Regions from separate parts of the Hordeum vulgare genome. Here all the other regions are linked to region 1. The links are chromatin contacts, called in public Hi-C maps. All regions are on one chromosome and are shown on one strand. The core of a region is the stretch at or near the end of the contact, and the rest is flanking DNA. Distances in the headings are between cores, read along the strand shown. Region 1 has its middle 17 kb from the start of LOC123403688. Region 2 has its middle 73 kb from the start of LOC123406276. Region 3 holds the start of LOC123405946 (S-adenosylmethionine synthase 3).

What was found. Hi-C and Micro-C count contacts between places; a contact is called where the count stands out from the background.
Region 2: a Hi-C map of leaf shows a contact between it and region 1, with 6 times the contacts expected there. The contact joins two enhancer-like sites. A contact is called at or near these places in 2 of 6 Hi-C or Micro-C datasets (leaf and seedling).
Region 3: a contact with region 1 is called in a Hi-C map of leaf, with 5 times the contacts expected there. The contact joins the promoter of LOC123405946 here to the enhancer-like site in region 1. A contact is called at or near these places in 3 of 6 Hi-C or Micro-C datasets (leaf and seedling) and 1 of 1 datasets of contacts at active chromatin or transcription factors (embryo).

What each region holds. Positions count from the first base shown.
Region 1 is chr6H:416,642,614-416,645,411 of MorexV3_pseudomolecules_assembly, forward strand. No RefSeq gene overlaps it. Among protein-coding and RNA genes, the nearest start is that of LOC123403688, 17 kb to the left of the region's middle. Within about 2 kb of position 1,413, at least 2 of the 3 cell types and tissues checked have open chromatin away from gene starts, as enhancers often do. A contact at or near this core is called in leaf, where this site is marked.
Region 2 is chr6H:417,635,857-417,638,654 of MorexV3_pseudomolecules_assembly, forward strand. No RefSeq gene overlaps it. Among protein-coding and RNA genes, the nearest start is that of LOC123406276, 73 kb to the left of the region's middle. Within about 2 kb of position 1,420, at least 3 of the 3 cell types and tissues checked have open chromatin away from gene starts, as enhancers often do. A contact at or near this core is called in leaf, where this site is marked.
Region 3 is chr6H:417,221,229-417,224,026 of MorexV3_pseudomolecules_assembly, forward strand. LOC123405946 (S-adenosylmethionine synthase 3) reads left to right here and starts at 1,364. Exons shown (of 2, transcript XM_045099458.1): 1 at 1,364-1,471; 2 at 2,578-2,798. The coding sequence starts at 2,599.

The DNA of each region.
Region 1 (2,798 bases), core at 163-2,662:
AAATTGTTGAGCGTTAAAAAAACTGGTTGGCCACACCGTCTGACGTGCTTGAAAATTGTAGAGATGCATGTCAGTCACTATTGGTATGAACTACAAGGGATGAACGCGCTTGGCTGCGTTGTTGATATTTTTAAGTTTCCTAAAAAATGGTCATTCTGTTTCTAAATATAAAGTGTACTAATTTTTTGAAAATCAGACATTTTAAATTTGATCAAATTTGTAAAAGATATAACAAAATTCATAATATCAAACCGGTATTTTAAGATTCATCATTAAATGAATTTCCATACTTATTTTATTTAATATTGTGGATGTCCATATTTTTGCTTTCACTTGGTCAAAGTTAAAAAAATTGACTTTCCAAAAAACTAATACCCTTCATATTTTTGAACCGATGAAATATTTAGTTTGGCGAATTGGGGAGATGATAGAGTGTGTTTTATTTTTATTTATATAATGTGGTGACTAGGTGGGCCTTTCATGGTGTAATTATGTGTTGTCCTGTATTTATTTAGATTTGTTTTCTATCTTTGGTTGCATGTAGTATATTGGTGCTACAATATTACATGGCGACACTTTTTTCTAGGTGATGGAGGGTGCGCAGGATTGATGTGTTCTATTTGCCGATTGACTTAAAAAACATTGATCCCATCAAAATTGTAAATCAAATCAAAAATTAAATTCCTAAATAGAATGAAAGAACCTTTTGAAATAAGGGAATATAGTGAATTAAAAGAATTAAACGGGGAGCTTGAGAAATTGTTGATCAGATCAAAATTGGATTATCCAATTCTAAATTGAATGGTTTAATTAATTGTGAGGCCTTAATATTTGAATGTTCGGTAGATAGTATAGAAGAATTAAATGAGAGAGCTTTGAGAAATTGTTAACCCCGTCAAAATCAGATGCCCCAAGTCTAATTGAAGACCTCAATTAAACATGAGGTCTTTAAAACTAGAAATCCTAGTGTTATAACATATTTGAAGATGTATACCCTGTTGCAACTGCGCGCAATTGCCTAATGCAAGTAAAAGATACTTGTCGTCAACCATATGATTGTACCTCTTATGAAAAACATTATAGCCTGATTCTATGGAAACAATTAGTGATAGAAATAAACAGTATGGAGATCTGACATCAAAATATTCAACGGCGGCTCAGAGATGGTTCAACGACAATGACACATCAGTGGTTCATTCATACCGCGGCCATGATAGTTAGATGATTCAAAGACGTTGATGTAATTTTTATTATATTTAAGGTGCTTTGTATTTTTGACGAATCTGTAGATTCAAGTTCATATTATAAATAAAAATAAAATTGATGGCTGAAAAACACGTACATATATGTTGGTCCATGAGGAAAAATCGTCAACACCGGGGTTGGTGAGATAGTGACAGCTCATTTGCACTGGTCCTCCTTTGTGGTTGCACTGTTCTTTACATGCATTGAATACGTACTCAAGTCCGAAGTCCAAAACCAGGCTAACGCTGTAGAAATTAGAATGGAAAAAAAGTGCCTCTCTTCTGGTCAGGTCGCTGTATGTCACCACGATACGCATTACCTGACTTTTTTCTCTTGAAAAACATCAGATCTTGTATTAACTAAAATCAGCAGTGCAAACACACAACTATACTTATTAAGAAGGCCATCTCAAACACCAACCCACAACACACCCGTATCCGTCCGGACAGTCTTGAACGATGGTAGTCATCCAACGTGGTACTATAACGGTCGGGGGAACGGTTTGGACACGATTTCTCTCATAAATCGAAGACAAATATAGAATGATTTTACGGGAGTTCAGGCCCGATTCTGATCGCACTTGACCATCGAAAAACCCCACCCGTCCTTCCCGTAGCTTCCATTCCACGCGTCGTGCCATTTGCCATGCTGCATTCATGCCGGCCCAGAGCATGCAGTGGCTGTCATTGAAGCCGCGATTTAACTGGACGGGTAGGCGGTGTAGACGGACGTGACCTCTCGGATGTCGCCGCTTCAATGCGGACACCATGTCCCGAGAAACCAACTCCGACAGTTGCGCCACATTGAAGCCGATTGACCACCCCATCGCCTAGCCTGGCCACGACTATTTAAACCGCACTCCAGCGCTGTCCAAAGCACTACATCGTCCTCCTCTCCCTCGTCGAGTTTTTCCTTCTCTTCGACCTCAACATCCATTCCGAGCCCAGCCAGCGACAATGTCGAGGTCCTACTTCTTCACGTCGACAAGCGGCACAGGTGGGAGCTCGTCGTCTGGCGGATCATGGTGCCGCTGCCCTCGCTCATCGAGGCCATCGGCATCCACGGCGAGGCTCCTCCAGCAAGAAAGAGATAGTCATCTCCTTCGACGACGAGGAGGAGGAGCCGCACTAGCGGCCACGTCTTCTGTTGGAGACGGTTGTGATAGACGAATAATTCGTCCATCATATGAAGATCAGGGTGAAGCGTTCTCTACGTCAAATGGGACCAGCGCCACCATCATCGGCGCGCATGAAGGAGGAGCCACCCTTCCCTTCGCGGGTCCGCGTCAAGCACGAGCCGACGTCCCTGCTCGTGCAAGTGAAGGACGAGCCAACATTCCCGCCGTGCAACCGCGGCCTCCACACAGTACGTCGCATGAAGCAGGAGCCTGCGTCCCCAGCGCCTCTGTCGGGTGAAGCCAGAGCTGGCATCGCTCATGCCGCACAACTGCTATGCGCGGATCGACGTGCCATCCTCGACACCTCGACCCCACCGCAACAGATAAGGGAGGAGGTGCCACCCTTGACCGCCAAGGCGTGCGGGCGCATCCTCCA
Region 2 (2,798 bases), core at 170-2,669, 990 kb after region 1:
TATGGTAAAGACTATTTGGGAAAGCGGGTGTACAGTGTGCATATATTAAGAAACAAACTATAGTCTGTGATGTGATCATTGCATTTTAATTTAGTATATGCGATCAATTGTAGGTAAATACTGAATGCACCTCTATGGCAAGTGCACACATCAAGGTGCCATCTTTTACTCAATCGATTTCAAAACAAGGCATGAGAGTGTCATACACTCTTTTATTGCATTGTGTAAAGATATGTGGTGTGAGGGGAAGGAGAATTGTAGCAGCTCATATTCTAAAGTTATGGCTGAGCTGACAATGGAGACATTATTTGGGCAAGTATTCCGAAAACAGGAATTCCATGCAGTTTAACGACCATATGGTTGGAGAGTCACTGTCGGTATACTGGATCAAGCAAGTGGTGAGATCACGGTAATGTAGGTGGCTCATATTAGTAAAGATGAAGTTGATTACCCCTGTGACGAAGTTGTCCATGTCCTTATTGTGGGCGTGATTGTTCAGTAATGAGTGCCTTGGAGCAGTTATCTTCCAACATGTATGCTGAATGCATTCCATCTGAAACAAAATTGAGTGTGTGCTTACAGCAGGTAAGACAATGGTGGCTGGTTGCTGGCCGGTCCCATGTATTGCTGGATTGACGCACTTCGTTGAGCTCTATGCGGTGGGTCAGCCTGGGCATTCAGGTATTTTGGTTATTTTGATTCGGGTAGTTTGGTTTATGGGTAATTCGGGTATTTGAAAATGGGAACCAAAATTATTTCTGTTAAAAAAATACCCGAACCCAAATTACCTAAAATTTCGATTTGGGTAATTCGGGTACCCAAAATACCTAAAGTATTATGAGCATACATCAACTTTTGATATGAATAACTCGGATAGTATGGGTATTTTTGATAATATGAGTATTTTAGTTAGTATGGGTAACAAGTTAGTATAATAATAGCATGAAAATTTTGGATAGTACGAATAATTTGGATAATATGGATATTTCAGGTTTTTCACATTAAAACTCAAACCCTAACCCGAAAACCGAATAGTCAAGAAATAAGAACCGAACCCTTACCTGATACCTGAATTACCCGACAATTCTAGTAATTCGGTTCGGTTCGGGTTCGGGCTCGGGTACCCAAACGACCAGGGTGAGCGATGGATGCACCGATCCAATCTCGTCCTCTCAAAGTTGGTAAGAGAAGCAGTAATTTAAACTTGAGGGGAAGCATCAGTCCACAGCAATCAGCCATTCTCCTCCTCCACAGGGCACGACGCTCTCCACAAAAAATGAAGCACGGAAGCAGCAACTATACAAAAACCAGAGCCCAATCCAATGATATCGTTGCTGGAGAAACACCATACTGAACCCAGCCTAAGACAGCAAACAACAAATCCAATACGAGAGGAAGCAATACAAACCAGATCACACGCAGGGCAGAGTAGCAGATCGAGCAGACAGATGGCGTGAGACGGATGACCAGAACAGCAGTGGCGCAGGCCGTATGTACAGCCAAGCGGCGTCCCAAGCAGAATCCGCAGGAAGCAACATCGACAGCTGGAACATCACGGCGGTGAGGATCCTACAACCACTGCAAGGAGCCGAGCGTACCCACCACCACCCAGATCACCGATCTCCTCTGTCGAGAGCTGGATTGAGGACTGTTTAGGGTTCCCGCCGCCGCCGGCCGTCCCCGCCCCCTCCCCCCCCCCCCCCCCGGATCCGCCCCGGGCCGCCTCCCCGGGAGGTGGCCGGGGCGGCGCGAGCTCCGCCCCTCTTCGGCCTCCCTTCTCCTCCTTCCCTTCCTGCCGCCGCCGACGGCCGCCCCCGGCGCTTGGCCAGATGGTGTTGGCGGCGGTGCTCCTCGGCTCGACGACGGTCCGGCGACCCGGCAGCAATGGCCGGCGACGCGTGAGGTGGTGGTGTTGCCCCTTGGCGCTTAGACGGCGTGGTGACGCAGGTTGGCCGGTGGCGCGTCCCCGGCCCAGATCTAGGCCTTGTGGGCCTCATCTGGATCCTGGCGGGCTGGTTCCCGACGTGGCTTCATCGTCGTCTGTGTGGTGAGGAGGAGGAGCAGCTCGGACGTGGGGCGGCGACGCCGAAGGCGCGCCTGCTGCAGCGCGATGGCGGGAGCTTTACGGGCGTGGAGAGCCCGACCGGGCCTGTGGGCCCACGGGCCTGGTATGCTCCTGCTATTATGCCCGGTCGGCTGCCGTCGTCGACGGTGGAGGTTGTACCCTCCCGCGTGCCGACGGTGTTGTGGCCCTAGTCCCGGTTCCTATTCCCCGCTGTGCAGGCCTCACTTCTGGTGCCGTGGTGAGACGACGTGGAGGCTTCATGACCGCGGTGGCGCAAGATGGTGGTCGCTTTGGTGGCAGGCTCTGGAGCATCCGAGGTGAAGGTTGAAATTGGGGGAAACCCCTGTCGGCCTGGCCGACACCGACGCGGCGACGCTTGTCGGTGCCGCCGGACCTTCCTGGAGGGCGTCGGGGGCGACCCTTCCTCTTGCCTCGTCAAGTACCGGGGGAAACCCTTGGCAGCAGCGTCGTCATCGTCGCGGTCCTTCTTGGAGGTGTTGATTGGTACCGGTGCTTCGGATCCTTGGAGCTTGGTGGGAAATCTTCGGTGGGCGCAGTGGTCGTGAAGCTTCTTCGTTTTCGTTGATCCGTCGTTGTCGGTATTTTTTCTCTTGTTGTTTCTCTTTCGTTTCTTTTGGATGTGATTGTGCTGCTTCCGCTCCAGCATCTGCTATTGACTGTATCGGTTGGTTGCTTTGTAATACAAACCGGGGAACCCTTTTTCCGTAGAGCT
Region 3 (2,798 bases), core at 114-2,613, 580 kb after region 1:
ATAATTTTAGTATTTTGGTCATGACAATTCTAGTAGTTTAAACATGGAAAATATTTTTTGTATGAACCATCGCAAATTTTAGTGCATATATCATGGCAAATTTAAGTACTTCGGCATGTCAATTTTAGTTTATGATTCATGATAAATTTATGTCATCGATCATGCATTTTTAAAATGATTGACGTGTGATTTCTTTCTTACGTATGAATCATGTAAAAATTATTTCATGGATCATAGTAAATTTAAGAAATTCATCATGGCAAGTTTAATTTCTTAATTTCCTTTTCTATAATGTGTCAGAATTTACTTTAAACATAGAAAAAATAGTTAAAAATATATCATGACAACTTCATTGTAACCATGATGGTAATTTATGTGAAATAGACATGACACTTTTAACAAAAAAATATCATCGAAACATATCGATATGAGATCTAGTTTTAAAGATCTCGTGCGAGGTGTTTAATGGTAGAAACGGTTTTTCAATCGAATTTTTTATTTAAAAGATAAAATATTTTAAAAACCTGAAAAGACGAAAAATTTCTGATAACATCATAATTTCATCACTTGTGCATTCATACGATGACATGATCCAATCTGTGTTCAGAGGCACAGTCGAATATTACTCCCATCACACGTCCGATGGTTATCGACTTTTTTAATAAAACCGGTGCTTTAAAACTAAACTTGTCCAAAAAGATTATCACAACTCAGGCTACCCATGCAACCAAACACACCGTAACAGTATCCCACCGTATAGCAAATCAACCCGTGGTTGGATGGTTAGGAGGACTGTGGTATCCACTGCCCACCAGAGTTTAAGTCTCAGACTTGACGTTGGTGCTTGCATTTTTCTGGATTTATTTCAGGTCTTTCGTCGATGTGCTTTCAGTGGAAAGAGACGTTTTCGTCGACAACAAAGACGTCAGTGACGACTTCGTCAATCTCAAGATGATGTGCCGATTTAGTCTCTCGGAGGTGCTCATAGGTGTAAGGTATACGTGCGTGCGTTCATAAAAATGGATGTACGCTCGTGTATGTGAGCGACTTCGATTGTAGTCTGCTAAAAAAAATATCCCATCTTATTCCCTCGGATGCGCTATCCATGCCTCCGGCAAACCATCGTAAAATTGACAACCATGCCTACCGCATTTTTTATTTATTTTTGAACAGGATGCCTCCCGCATGGTGTATAGATTAGTATTATGCAGCTCACTGCAAGTTGAGAAGAAAACAAAATGGGTGGTAGGTGAACTGACCCACCGCCAACTAATGGGGTTTGGTGAGGTGAAGTGCTTCACCAACGGCTGCAGCACAGGTTGTGCAGTCCCACGCCCTCACCAGCTACACGCACGACCTCCCGGCCCCGTCTCTATAAAAGGCGCAGCCGGGATCTTGGTACAACGCCGTGCATACATTTCGCCTCTTCCCTTCGGTTCCTTGGCCTCCGGAGCAATAGAAGCGGCACAAGGTTAGCTTCCCCGCCCCACCTCCTGTTCATGTTTCGATTTCCCGTGTCTGATTCGTCATTTTTCTTCATCAATTATACGTGGGTCGCTTAATTACTGTATCTTTATCGTGATGCGAACATGGCTAGTTAGTTATGAGTTGGCAGTAGCACAGTATGGTATACTAGTCTGGCGAAAGGGGGTGACCGCGTCTTCCTCGTTCGCCGCCGGCGAAGCCGGGGGTCCTCTCTCCTCCGGTTGCCGCTCCAGCGACGATGGGAGGGGGGAGGAACCCTCGGTCCTCTGGGCCGGTGTGTAGATAGGAGTAGGTGTGTGGGTCGCGCTGTCCAGCCGGCGGCGCCACGTCCAATAGGTTTGCTGAGGCTCCTCGTCGGGGCGGCGAGCTTGGTGTAGTGTATCCGGATCCGGGCGTCGTGGACTTCGCCATGGATCTTTTGTTCCTCCGGCTGTGTCGTCCTCGCGGCAGGGTTCTTGGCTCTTGGGCACCTGTGCGGCCGGGTGGATCCGTGGATGTGTACTGGCAGTCGCCGGCTGGTGTTGCTCCTGATGGCGACGGCGGTGGCGGTTTCTGTTCTGGCGCAGGGTTGATTAGTCGTCGGCAGGCGGCTCCAGTGTTCTCCTCGACGACGTGGTCGACCGGGGACTTCGGATCTGAGGCTCGTTGGGCACGGGGTAGTCCCCAGTCGACGTGTCCCGCCGCGGGTGCTTTCTTGGTGTCTGGCAGGGTCTTCGGCCCGAAGCTCTCGCCGCTCTTTCCTCCATGGCGGCAGATGCAGGATGGTTCACCAATCAACCCCCTCAGGGACTTATTTGTTATTTTTCTTGTTTTGGGTTGTTTTTTGCTGCTTATTTCCAGGCTGTGAGGCGTGAGTTAGTGTTTTTTTTTTGGGGTAGGCGTGAGTTAGTGTTTTTTTTTTTGGGTAGGTGTGTTTGTGAGGTGTGAGGAGTATCTCTTATATAAGAGATTCAATTATGAATTATACTCTGTATGTGGTCCATAGTGGAATCTCTTAAAATGCATATATTTAGGAACAGAAGGAGTATTAGTCATGAGTGGCACGACTTATATGTGTTTGATTCTAATTGTCGTATTTTCCTTTATTTGCAGAGCATCACTAGCACGAAAGAAATGGCGGCCGAGACATTCCTCTTCACATCAGAGTCCGTGAACGAGGGCCATCCCGACAAGCTGTGCGACCAGGTCTCCGACGCCGTCTTGGATGCCTGCTTGGCCCAGGATGCCGACAGCAAGGTCGCCTGCGAGACCGTCACTAAGACCAACATGGTCATGGTCTTGGGCGAGATCACCACCAAGGCCACCGTCGACTA